Regions from separate parts of the Sus scrofa genome. Here region 2 is linked to region 1. The links are chromatin contacts, called in public promoter capture Hi-C maps. All regions are on one chromosome and are shown on one strand. Each heading gives the region's core, a stretch centred on a gene start, on an enhancer-like site or on the middle of the called end of the contact. The rest is flanking DNA. Distances are from core to core; before and after follow the strand shown. Region 1 holds the start of PDCD7 (programmed cell death protein 7). Region 2 holds the start of CLPX (ATP-dependent Clp protease ATP-binding subunit clpX-like, mitochondrial).

The links. Promoter capture Hi-C pulls out the DNA fragments that hold promoters and counts their contacts.
Region 2: a contact with region 1 is called in a promoter capture Hi-C map of liver, with 2.5 times the contacts expected there. The contact joins the promoter of CLPX here to the promoter of PDCD7 in region 1. A contact is called at or near these places in 2 of 5 promoter capture datasets (fetal liver and liver), 9 of 47 Hi-C or Micro-C datasets (alveolar macrophages, blood, embryonic fibroblasts and 2 more) and 1 of 2 datasets of contacts at active chromatin or transcription factors (alveolar macrophages).

The regions. Positions count from the first base shown.
Region 1 is chr1:163,169,877-163,176,192 of Sscrofa11.1, forward strand. PDCD7 (programmed cell death protein 7) reads right to left here and starts at 2,652. Exons shown (of 6, transcript XM_003480441.4): 1 at 1-2,652. The coding sequence starts at 447. It overlaps CLPX (ATP-dependent Clp protease ATP-binding subunit clpX-like, mitochondrial), which reads right to left. Exons shown (of 14, transcript XM_021100084.1): 14 at 4,011-5,734. The coding sequence ends at 5,644.
Region 2 is chr1:163,218,791-163,225,106 of Sscrofa11.1, forward strand. It overlaps CLPX (ATP-dependent Clp protease ATP-binding subunit clpX-like, mitochondrial), which reads right to left and starts at 3,277. Exons shown (of 14, transcript XM_021100084.1): 1 at 2,951-3,277. The coding sequence starts at 3,029.

The DNA of each region.
Region 1 (6,316 bases), core at 1,402-3,901:
GCCTGGAGGCGGCGGCCGCGGGCGTTCACCCGCGTCGGTCCCCAGGAAGGGCCGGCACTGGGGCGGCGGCGGAGGCAGCGGTGGTGGCGGCACCGGGTAGAAGGCGCCGCCGCCACTGCTGCCGCGAGAGGTTTCCCCGGAGGCCCGGGGCTGCAGAGCCAGCGGGGGCTGGAGGAAGGGGGCGGAGGCCCCCGGAAAGGGACCGGGCCGCTGGGGAAGAGGCGGCGGGAAAGCCGGGGAGGGTAGCGGGGGTGGTGGACAGCCGAAAGGAGCGGGAGGCGGCGGCTGCGGGGGCGGCGGGCCCGGGCGACCCGGAGCGAAGAAGGGCGGCAGGGCCATGGCTACCAAGGAGGGACTCTTGAGAAGTGACAGGAATCTGAGTGGTTCCGCAAGAAAGTGTCTTCCGGGAGGAAGTGACGTAGTACCTCGCGCGACACCAGTAATCATGCAAGCAAATACGGAAGCTCAGCGGTGAATGTAACGGCTGTCAAAGAGGAAAAGAGGGTAAGAGGAGCTTATAGGAGAATTTGATTTAAAGAGGTTGGGGGAAGGCATTCCTAAGGATTTGAGACCTCATCTGAGGTGTGAAGGGTAAGTATGAGTTCTGTAGCAGAAGTGGACGTAGAGAGGAAGACACAGATGGGAGCAGCATTTACAACAGCCCTGTGGTAGTAGAGTGTAGGAGTAGGTCTGGTGAGGGAGGTGAAAGAATGCCAGTGTGGATGAAGCTCAGATAGCATGAAGGGAGCCTGGTAATTCTGGGAAGTGGGCAAGATCGTAGCGTCCGAGATTTCATATCTTAAGAACGGTGGGAAACTACTAGAGGATTTTAAGCAGAAGGGAAGGCTGTGCCACATGACTAGATTTTTAAAACTAAACTCCTTGAGATAATTTTAAGTTCATACGCAGTTTTAATAAATAGTATTGCAAAATCCTGTGTATTCTTTACCCAGTTTCTCCCAATGGTAGTAGCTTGCAAAACTATATTACAATATCACAACCGGGATGTTGACATTGATGGTGAAGATACAGAACATTTCCATGCTTCCAGGATCCCTCACTTGCCCTTTTATAGTCACATCCACTTCCTTTACTTTATCTCTGGCAACCACTAATCCTCAATTTCTATAACTTGTCCTTTCAAGAATGTTATATAGGGAGTTCTTTTGTGGCTCAGCGGATTAAGGATCCGGAGTTGTCACTGCAGCCTCTTGGGTCGTTGCTGGGGCAGGGATTCGATCCCTAGCCCAGAAACTTCCATGACCTGGGTGGGGCAAGAAAAAAAAAGTTATATAAATGGAATCATACAGTACATAACCTTTTGGAATTTGCTGTTTTCACTCAGCGTAATTCCTTAGAGATACATCCAGGTTCTTGTATCAGTGCTCCTTTTTATTACAATAAAAGTGTGCAAAAGTGTGGATAAAATGAAACTACATTTTGTTTTAATCATTCACATGCTGAAAGATATTTGATTTGTTTCCATCTGGGGGCTATCATGAATGAATCTGCTATAAACAGGTGTATACAGTTTTTTGTGCTAACACAAACCATTTCCCAGGAACAAATGCCCAGAAGTTCAGTTGCTAGTTCATATGCCAGTTACATGTTTATTTTTTGTCATTTTAGGGCCACACCTGCAGCATATGGCTCAGATCTAGTGTTGCTGTGGCATTTGTCCGCAGCTGCAGTTCCAATTCAGCCCCTAGCCTGGGAACTTCCATATGCCATGGGTGTGGCCCTAAAAACCAAAAAAAGAAAAAAGAAAAGAAAGAGCACCTTTTCCAATACTAAATTCCCATGTTTATCCATGAATATTTGAGATCTATTTCTGTACTTAACATTGTTTTCCATTGGTCTGTTCATTCATGCACTGGCATACACTTAAGTATTTAAAGGTTTATAATATTTTTAAAATAGAAGATGCAGGTCCTCTTCATTCTTCAGTGTGTTGGCTAAGTGGAGAGGCTCTGGAATTAGTCTACCTGGGGTTAAACCCTGGCTGCTACTTACTAGTTGTATGACCTTAGGAAAGCTACTTAACCATTCTGGGCTGAAGAAGAGTTGATAGGAGTATCTACCTCATAGAGATGTTGCATTAGATGAACAGAGCAACACAGAGCAAGCCCTGTGAATTTGCATTGTCATTTTGCTTGTTTACCATTTTTTTCCAGATGAACTTTAGAATCCATTTGCCTAGTTTCAATTTTAAAACCTGTTGGCATTTTATTGGAATATTAAATTTATAAATTAACAAAGATAACAGACATCTTTATAATATTGAGTTTTCCAATTGAAGAACAGGGAATACCACTTTTCATCAAGTTTGCAAAAACACCTATCCATCCACTCTTCCACTTAAATTGCTATAATCTTAGTCTAATTCATCATCTTCTAGTCAGTTTATTATAACAGCCCTGAGTGTCCCTGACTACATCCTTGCTCTTCTATAGCCTGTTCACTACACTGCAACCAGAGTGGTCTTTTAAAACATAGTCTGAATATGCTATTTCTCTGTGTGAAACCTTCCATCAGCCTCTCTTCTCAGAATCAAAGCCTGGAAGGGAATTGGAAACAGCAAGATGAACTTGTAACTTATTGTAAAGATGTAGGCTCAAAGGGGTTATGTTTTGCATGCTGATGAGAAGTGATCAGTAAAACGGGAAGAAAATGATGAGGTAGGAGATAAACAGCAAGTGCTGAAGAAATGTCCACAAGTAAACCTCTAGTTATGTTTCCCTCCATTTACCTAAGAGCTTTCCCTTCCCAACAATCTAAAACACACATCTAGTGATACCCATCTCCTGCTTAAAACCCTTTTAATGGCTCCCCCTACTTTCTGCATAAAATTACAACTAACCTGGCATACAAGATGTAATTTTCCTTTTAAATGTATGGAGCACCAAATACATGAAGCACTATGTAGGTGCTGGTTATAGTTACCAAAATAGGCATGGTCTTCACCCTAGTGGGACTTATGGTACAGTTGGTAAGACAAGGAAGAAATAAGCTTGGAAGGTCTTCCATGAAATAGGAAATACTAGGCAGTGTTCAGATGCTGCTGGGAATGTTTCAGTAGACGACCGATAATAGAGATAATAAAAGAACTGAAGGCCTTGAGATACGAGAGGGGATAATGGGATCCCCTCATAATAAAGTAGAATGACTGAGTTTTGATAAAAAAGAACTTTCAGCTATAACTGGAGAGAAAGGTTGGGTGCTGAAGAAGGTAGATTTACAGATTTGATGGTGGGAAGACGAGTTCCATCTTTTGACAGTTTCTCAATGAAAGGCAAAATTTTCAGTTGGATGGAGAGGGGAAAGAATATATTAAATGGTCATCTCAGAGGAGTGACATGAAGTTGTACTTGCCTATTTCTCAACTCCTAAAACTCCCTAGTTGTTTTACATTTCTGAGATTTTGATTTAATTTTCGTTATTCCTTTCTGGCAAACTCCTACCTGTTCTTCCAGATCTTTAGAGACTATCACCTTCTGTGCCACCACACTTGGCACCTATCTGACTTCCATTATTATAATGCATTGATGTTTGTTTTTACCTCCCGTACTAGATTAGTAAGCTTCTTGGAAAGCTTGATCAGTGTTCCTAGTGTGGGACCCATGCAGGATAATTAATATAAACAGATCTTTTTTGTCTGTGGAATCTACAACTAGGAGAATTTTCTAGAGGCATATCAAAGTGTCAAGGATTAATCAGTCACTAGAATAAAGCAGCCCATGATATATGAATCCTTTCCTGAGACTGCGGACTGAAGACCGCAGACTGGTGACCACGGACCTGGCAACTTTTTTTTGAATGCCAACACATGGAGAAATTTTTGCCTGTCATCTTTGGTCACTATCACATCCTTCGTGCAAGTGTGAAGAAAGTTCCCTTTCTCTTTCCCTGCTGCTGCCACAACAAACATATATGAAAAAAACTGATTTAAAAAAAAAAAAAGTAATTTTTTTTTTAATGGCACTGCATTATGAACATACCACCACAATGGCTTTCATTTAATCTTTTTGCTTTATTCAAATGCCAAAACAGGTTTCAAGATACAAATTGTAGTTATACTCAGTTGTTTTTAATTTAAAAACATGACTTATGCTTTTTAACAACTTCCAAAACAGAATGTAAGTTGTTGTGACTAAAATGTCTCCCAGTCCATTTCTGGAGGACTGTCTTTAATATATTCAGTAACTACTCCAATTTTCACTCTACAAAAAGGAAAATGATGAGGCTGTAAGAAAAAAATAATGAACAGTTATAATGTGAAAGAGAACTTTAACCATTACTAGCGCGACCAAGAAGGATACCAGTTTCTGTTCCATACTACAGCAACCAGGCTTAAACATTTTGCAAAAGTGCATTTCTGGTCCTACCTCAGCCTATATAGATATTTCACATCTCTTATTACATCACAGAAAGCCCAACTCTACCAACAAGACTTAGAATTTGCCATTAGCTAAGAAAAGGGGAGGGGGGTGGAAGGTAAAGAAAAATTCAAGAGTTTATAAACCAAAAATTGAAAACAAGTTTTTAAAGGAACTGCTTTAGAAAACTTCCAGTGAGGCTGAACTGAATGAATAGTATAGCAACCTGGATCAACATAGAAGGAAAGAAAAAGTTTAAAAGGTACCCAAATATTTTAATATTCGTGGAATCAAATGAAATCATTTTCATCATTAAGCTCCCTGCATTTCCCCTACTGTTTAATTTTGGTATATAATGAAAGTTAACAACTTATATTTTAGTATGAACACATTTACTTCTGCTGATAGCAAAGCACAGATTTTCTTTTAATGTTCTACGAAGCCAAAGAATTGGACAAGTATCTAGCACCAAAAAACAAAACAAAAAACTAAGTACTTTAGGTAAGTGTACAATATTGGGATATTTTATTTAGTTCAGCACATGGCTGTTATGACTGAGGCTGCATGCTACTTTTAGAATCAGTCGTCTTCTGAAGATATAAGGCAGACTTCAATCTGCTCACTTGTTACTAAAATGGACGCCAAGAGGGCAAATAAATTAGACTACTCAGCAAGAGAATAGCCTTTTCATAGTACCAATTGGGAAGTTAGTGTCATGCATTAGCAGATAAGACTAAGAATAGAGCTAAACAAATCATCAAAATATGGTTCTTCAGGGTACTTTTTCCATGAAATCTTTAACTACCTGGAAACTACCTGTTCCAATTCTTAAGATGATTAAAGTTATAATATTTTCAAGAAACAAATATGGGTAGAGAAGGTTAAACTAAAGAATGGAATCCCAATCTTTAATCTTAAAGAATTTATTTTCCCATTTGTAGAGTAACATTATTGTAAGATCCACAGTTATTGCAATACCTGCATTGCTTAAAAGAACCTCTAAGAATTGTGTTAAAGCATATTTTTTAAAAACTGAACCAAAATAATGTACATTTTATCTCTGAACATTGTGTCATTAAAGTCCACATAATGTCCTCTGTATAAATCAATGTGATGTTACATAATATACATGATCTGATTTTTATCATAAAAGCTTCTGACCATGTATGATATCCAAGATAGATCCAATACTTTTAATGTCAGACTGCGGAGACAGTTAAGATTCTAAGCAAAAGAAGGAAAACTTTATATACAGAAGTCTGACAGTTTAGCTGTTTGCAGCATCTGCTTGACGAGGCCATCCTTCTTCTTCAACTCCAGAGTCATACTCCTCTTCAGAGGATTCTTTTGTAGGAGCCCTATAAGGAAAAGCCATCAGGGTTTTGTTGTTGTTGTTATTGTTTTTAAAATAAGAATTAGGGGTAAATACAAATACTCAAAAAAATAAATAATATATTACAAATAAAATAAATCCACCTAGCAAGAAAAGGCACACAAACAGAAAATATTTAAAGCACTCCTAATATTAAGACTACTTAATGAGGAGTTCCCACTGTAGCTCAGAGAACCCGACATAGTTTCCATGAGGATGAGGGTTCAATCCCTGGCCTTGCCCAGGGGGTTAAGGATCTGGGGCTGCCATGGCAATGGCATAAGCTGACAGCTACAGCTCTAATTTGATCCCTAGCCCAGGAACTTCCATATATCGCAGGTGCAGCCATAAAATGAAAAAAAAAAAAAAAAAGATTTCTTAATGGTAAAATACAGGAAACAATTAGAGCACAGAACCAAAATCTGCAAGTAATTTTCCCAATACTTTCCCTAATTTTTTTTAGTGAAATAAATCAACAATAAGGCTTCAATTATGAAGACTTAAAAAAATCAATTTCTCCAGCAAAAAAGCAGAATCTATTACTTTAACTCAAAAGCTTGACCTTTAG
Region 2 (6,316 bases), core at 2,027-4,526, 50 kb after region 1:
TATGCAAGATACTTTAAAAATACACATCAAGGAGTTCCCGTCGTGGCGCAGTGGTTAACGAAATCTGACTAGGAACCATGAGGTTGCAGGTTCCATCCCTGGCCTTGTTCAGTGGGTTAAGGACCCTCGTTGCCATGAGCTATGGTGTAGATCAAAGACGAGGCTCGGATCCCACGTTGCTGTGGCTCTGATGTAGGTAGGCCAGAGGCTACAACTCCAAACAGACCCCTAGCCTGGGAACCTCCATATATGCTGCAGGAGCAGCCCTAGAAAAGACCAAAAAAAAATACACATCAATACTGAAAAAATCAGAAATCCAAGCAGAAAAAATATTTAAAATTTTTATTTTATTCAAATAGAACAGGATACCTATAGTAAAATAAAAATTTTAATTTGGGAGGGGTCTTTTTAGGGTCACACAGGCAACATATAGAAATTCCCAGGCTAGGGGTGGAATTGGAGCTGTAGCCACCAGCATATACCATAGCCACAGCAACACAGAATCTGAGCTGCATCTGCTACCTACACCACAGTTAGAGGCAAAACCAGATCCTTAACCCACTGAACAAGGCCAGGGATCGAACCCTTGTTCCCATGGATATAGTCGGGTTCCTTACCACTAAGCCACAACCAGAACTCTGCAATCTTTAAATATTTATACTGTCACATAAAAATACTAAATTATACAACAATATTGGATACTGTCTCATATTTTAAGTTTATGTGAGAAATACACATTGCATTGGATACATAGAGCTCATCAGGAAAAGAAAATAAAGCCAGTGTCTAGTACAATCTACCAAATAATCTGGGTTGGGGTTAGGGTAAAGGTACAATATACCAAATAACTTTTCAAACTACCCTATAAAATTTTTAAAGTCTAACATGACAGAAAAACCAGTAGAAATACAGAATAGCAGTATTTTATTCTTAACTCAAGTATAATTTCCAATTACAAGAGTATACTGATGAAATTATTTGTTTAAATTATGTGGCTGAAATACTTTGTTTATAAGAAACTAGCTAATGTTCAACTCTGATTTTTCTTTCACCTCTCTTCCTCTTTCCAGGAATCCTAAAATAAAAATAACCCTCCTGGAGGCTTTTAAGTCCTCAAAGAAAATATCTCTATACTGTTGTAGACTCATGCATACTTTCAGAGTTTCTACCATGGAAAGCAAACATTTTATATAATTAAGCCTTGGGAGAATCTTCAATCCAAGTGAAACCATTTGCTGTTTCACTATCATGTAAAAATACTAAATTCTATAATGATATTGTCATACAGAAATACTAAGTTCTATAATGTCTCATAGTCTAATCTACTCCTTTACAGTGAAAATTATGGTTTGGTATGTCTGAAAACTTCTAGTAAACTTACATTAACTGAAAAACAAATAGGTAATTCTTAAATAAGTCATTAACTTTTGTTGATTTACCTAATGATGGATTTAATTTTTTTTTTGTCTTTTTGTCTTTTTTGTCTTTTGTTGTTGTTGTTGTTGTTGTTGTTGCTGTTTCTTGGGCCGCTCCCACGGCATGGTTTTTTAAAGCAGCTGTTGTTTTGAAAAGAAAAAGAAAGATATAACTGCACACTTCCTATAATTTATAGTGTTCTGGGACAAGTGATGGAAAGAGATAAAGGACTTTGTCAAAGAAGCCATCCCTATCCATAGAGAACATACACATACCTTATACAGGCCCAGAAACAATATCATTGCCTACTTCACTGGATTTAAACTTGAAGGTGAGGACTTGTTCACTGTTCCATATCCATCAACAAAAGAGGGCCTTGGCCCATAGTAGGCCCTCTTCAGATTTGTCAAACAAATGAATTTAAATATATGTCACTTCCACTAAACTCAAATTCCTAGAATAGCGGCATCCACTTGTTCAGGTTTAACAGTCTCTTGGAACTAAATTCCCTCCTTTGGATTTATGTACCATTTTACAAAATGCTCCTGCCCACACATCATTTAATCCCTCTTTGTGAAATAAACGGTCAAAAAACAAACATTTAGTAAATGATAAGGACTTCGCAATTCAGCTAAAAATAGGAAAAGGGAGCATTTTGAAAATCCAGAGATCATAAGCTGATAATCCAGAACAAAATGAATTTGTCTACAAGTTAGTGGTTACAAGACCCAGCAGGACCTAGCCTCGTCTGATATTTATAGACTTGGGGAAGAGAAAAAATGGTTTCTTTTCCGGAAATCTCTTGGCCGGAGTGCCACTCTTTCACATCTCCCGATAAAGAGAAAAGAAAGGTAAACAAGAATCACCCTTAAAAACTACTTGGCACCGTCAAGTTCAGAAAATCCGCAAACAACTGCTGAGACACCTAAGTAGTTCAAAAACAATTTCTGCGGAATTTCCATCTCCTCGGGCTCTTTCCTGTGGGCCTTGAAAAGTACGGCGAGTCCCGTTTACGTCCCGGTGTGCGGGGCCACACAGCAACTGTGACACTGCCAGCCTCGCGCTGCCTGCGTCCCAGACCGCCGGCTCGGCCCCCCGCGGCAGCCCCTCACCTGAGCCCTTCCCGCAGTCCCCAACAGGCCCAAGGGGCACCCGGCCGGGCTCCGGAAGGGGAGCCGCAGCCAGGGCAAGCGGCAGTACCTGGCGGAGCTTTAAGTGGGGTCTGGGACACTTCAACGAACCGAGTATTTTGTGCCTGTAGCTCAGAGTTTCTGCGAAGTAGGCACATTCTGGCCCCAGTGTCAGAAGGCCTGAAAGCGGCCGTGAGGGGGAGCACAAGGGGCTCGCTTCAAAAGTAAGAAACAGCTGCTTCAGAGGTTGGCAGAGCCCCATCACACGGAAAGTGAGGGGTGCCAGGAGAAGGGCCGCGCACCCCCTCACACCCTCGGGATGGGATAGGCAAGCCTCCTGCCCTCCACCGGATCCTCACCGCCGGCGACTAGGCAAAGGGCTCGGGTCAGGACTACTTCGTTACCTCTTTGCGCGGAGGCGAGCGACGAGGTGATGAGCCGCGCGGCGGAGGCGCCGCAAGTACAAGCGCCACAGCCCGACATCTCCGCGCGGCTTAGGCCGGGGCTTCGCCCCTACTGCCCTCCGGCTCTCAGCGGTCGATGGCTACTCTCAAGGTTCGCTGGCTTGGCTCCGGAACCTCCTGCCGGCTCTAGGCCCAGTGCAGAGTCCACCCGCCTGAAAACAGGGCCTTCGCGCTCTTCATAACCCACTGCCTTCTACTCAATAGACACCTCGCCCCCCCCACAACTTCCCCCTCCTCCTCCCCCGGCCCCCCTCCCCGCCCCGCCTACGGGGTCCGAGGAGCGTGCGCGCGCCTGCGCCCTGGGCCTAGGGAGGGGGCGTGGGCACGCGTGTGCGTGCGTGAGACGCTGAGGTAGGGCGAGGGGAAGGGGGCGGTGACCTCAGCGCCAATGAGCGCGCTCCAGGAGACGTCCCACCCCAAGCAGGGAACTACAAGTCCCGGCACACAATTCTCTTTATCCTAGCGTTGAAAAGTTTGCGCTAGAAGCAGAGAAATGCATGCCGGGAGTAGTAGTCCCAACTCCTAGCAATAAACTGGTCATTTTCGACTGGTGGCTGGGTACGTCCAAGTGAGACCCGTGGCTTAGCCAGCCCCAGGAGGAGTTTTGAAAGCCGCCATTTCAGTAAGAGTCAATAAGTTCCTTACCCATCCACATCCTATGTTCCTTATCTTTTCCTTATCTTTAGATTACTCATTTGTAACATGGAAGTGGAGGTGTTTTTTACCAAGTTCCCAACTGTTGGAAGACCATTCTCTTCCCTTGTTTTTTTCAGGCCTAGTGGTGATAACTCTTCCAGCTGTTCTAGTCCCTGGGTGCTTTACACGCCTTTGTCAGTTCACTTAAACCTGACCACACCCTGGTAAAAACTGTTCTTTAATCTCTCTTCTGTTACCCTTGTTTGCATGCCTGGTTCCTCGCTGGATCTGTAAAGGAGATCAACCAGCTAGCTGACAAGGTGCAGGATGGTGACAAATGAATCAAACTCTCTTCTCATCTCGGTTGGCAACAGACTATTTACTCTGTATATAAAATTCTGATCAACTCGGAAGCCCAGAGAAATTGCTGAATGAGCTTGGAGACTTTTAGTTCTGAGCGGGTACAAGGCGGGCAGGGAAGGAGGGGCCCGGGAGAACGCAAGCCAACGTCAAGTTATTTAGCCTTTATCAATCTTGGATCAGAGAAATGTGGCTTCTAGTTCCCTGGGTCTGGCCATGAAAAGGGGTACTGGCCTTGGCTCCAGGCCACACATGTGTGTTTTTGTCTCTCCTGGAGCTGATTCCTGGTAACTTCCTCACCTTAAAGGGGCAGGGACCAAAAGAGAGCCCAGGTCTTACCTGCCATCATTAATAGAATTTTGAAGAAGAGAGACTCTGAAGTTCCTCCGGGAGTTACCGCTATGGCACAAGGGGATCGGCAGCGTCTCCAGAGCGCTGGGACACAGGTTCAATCCCCCGCCAGGCACAGACAGTGGGTTAAGGATCTGGTGTTGGCTCAGCTGCGGTGTAGGTGGCAGCATGGTTCTGATCCCTGGCCAGATTAAGGCAGAATAATAACTCAGGTAGTCAGTGTAGGAGCATGGGCCTCAATGCCTTCTTTGATATGGCTGTTGATTAACATTGTGGCTTAAGAGGTCCAGGGAGTAACCTCCCCACACGCCTTGTTTACTATAGGGAATGTACCTACACACCCAGGTAAACTGTGACTCAGTTTACGGGACAAAAAGGGCAAAGAAACAATGAGACTTACAGGAAATTTACACCCCTACAACCTCTACTGGACAAGGACTGATATAGGTAACTGGGCAAGGCCAATGGGAAAAAAAAAACATCTTTCTGGACCCCGTGTTGGTATCCCCCCATCTTTAAGGGATTAAAAACCCCTATAAGACAATAGAGAACAGGGGCTCTTCTCCCCCCTCCCGGCAGCACTGGGAACTATTTGCTTTCCTGTAATAAAGACTTTGCTTGCTTGCTGCCTGTGTGTTTGCAGAGTTCACTCATCAGCTGCGTGAACAAGAACCCCGATTCCGGTAACATCTTTTTGACATCAAAGGGACGGCCAAAAAGAAAAAAAAAGTTCCTCCAATTCAGTTTTCAAACTGTATTCTTAGAATCCCTCAGAAGCCATAGATAGCTCTTTGGTGGGATGAGGTAACTAAGAGGGTGGACCTCCCCTGCCTCCTTCTCCATGCCACCCCAACGTCAATCAGAGCTCAGAACAGCTCTGCTTTTTTTTTTTTTTCTGAACTTTTAGGGCCACACCTGTGGCATATGGAAGTTCCCAGGATGGGGGTCGAATCTGAGCTGCAGCTGCCAGCCTACACCAGAGCCAGAGCAATGCCAGATCCTTAACCCACTGGAGCAGGGCCAGGGATCGAACCTGCATCCTCACAGATTATAGTCACATTCATTGCCGCTGAGCCATAGTGGGAACTCCAGAGCAGCTTTACTTTTATCTGTTTCATTTATCATATTTTGTTTGAAAATATAGTTGTTCTGTTTTAAAATAATGTTTGAAAAGAACTGATTCTAGGAAAACCTAGCAATAAGCTTAGAGGGTCTCATCGACTCTTAACACCCAATTTAAATTCCTTTCATTCCAATTATATACACATTTTCTATTTCAGTTATATACACATTTTCTTATTTATTGTAGAAATAAACTGTTTGCTAAAATCTACCGATTGCTATAAAGCAAGCTAAATAAAAGCATAGTTAAGGCTCCTCTGGGGGCACTCCATGAATCCTTTGTTTCTCTGAATATCCTAAGAACTTGACTTATTCATTCAGTCAACAAAATTTAGTAAGCACCAATTACATGCCAGGCACTGAGGAAACCACATGAGCCAAAAATGTTAAAAAGAAGTTTCTCTCATGGAGCTTCCATTTTAGTGGGGAAGATAAGGCAGTAGGTAAGAAAAACAAATATATGTGCCACTGGTGTGATGACATAGGAATACATTATACTGTTCTGTAATATATCCTTATATCATTCCCAGGATGACTGAGCATGTAATTTTATTTATGGGCTGATGTTTTATGTATTTAGCCTGTATTCCCAACTGAACTTTGAGCTCTCTTAAGGTAGGTATTTCGTTATATGCGGGATGAATACATAGCAGAAATTCTGTAAATACTTAATTAAATACTTATCTTCCAACTACTTCTGCGTGGCAGAAAGCTAGGATGGTATCTTCAGAAAATCTGACATAAAATTAGAGCAAATTATAATTGACAAAGAGGTGTTAATGGACACAAGTTCTACAAATTTATGCAATGGTTGCTCCAACTGATCGAGTGTCCCAG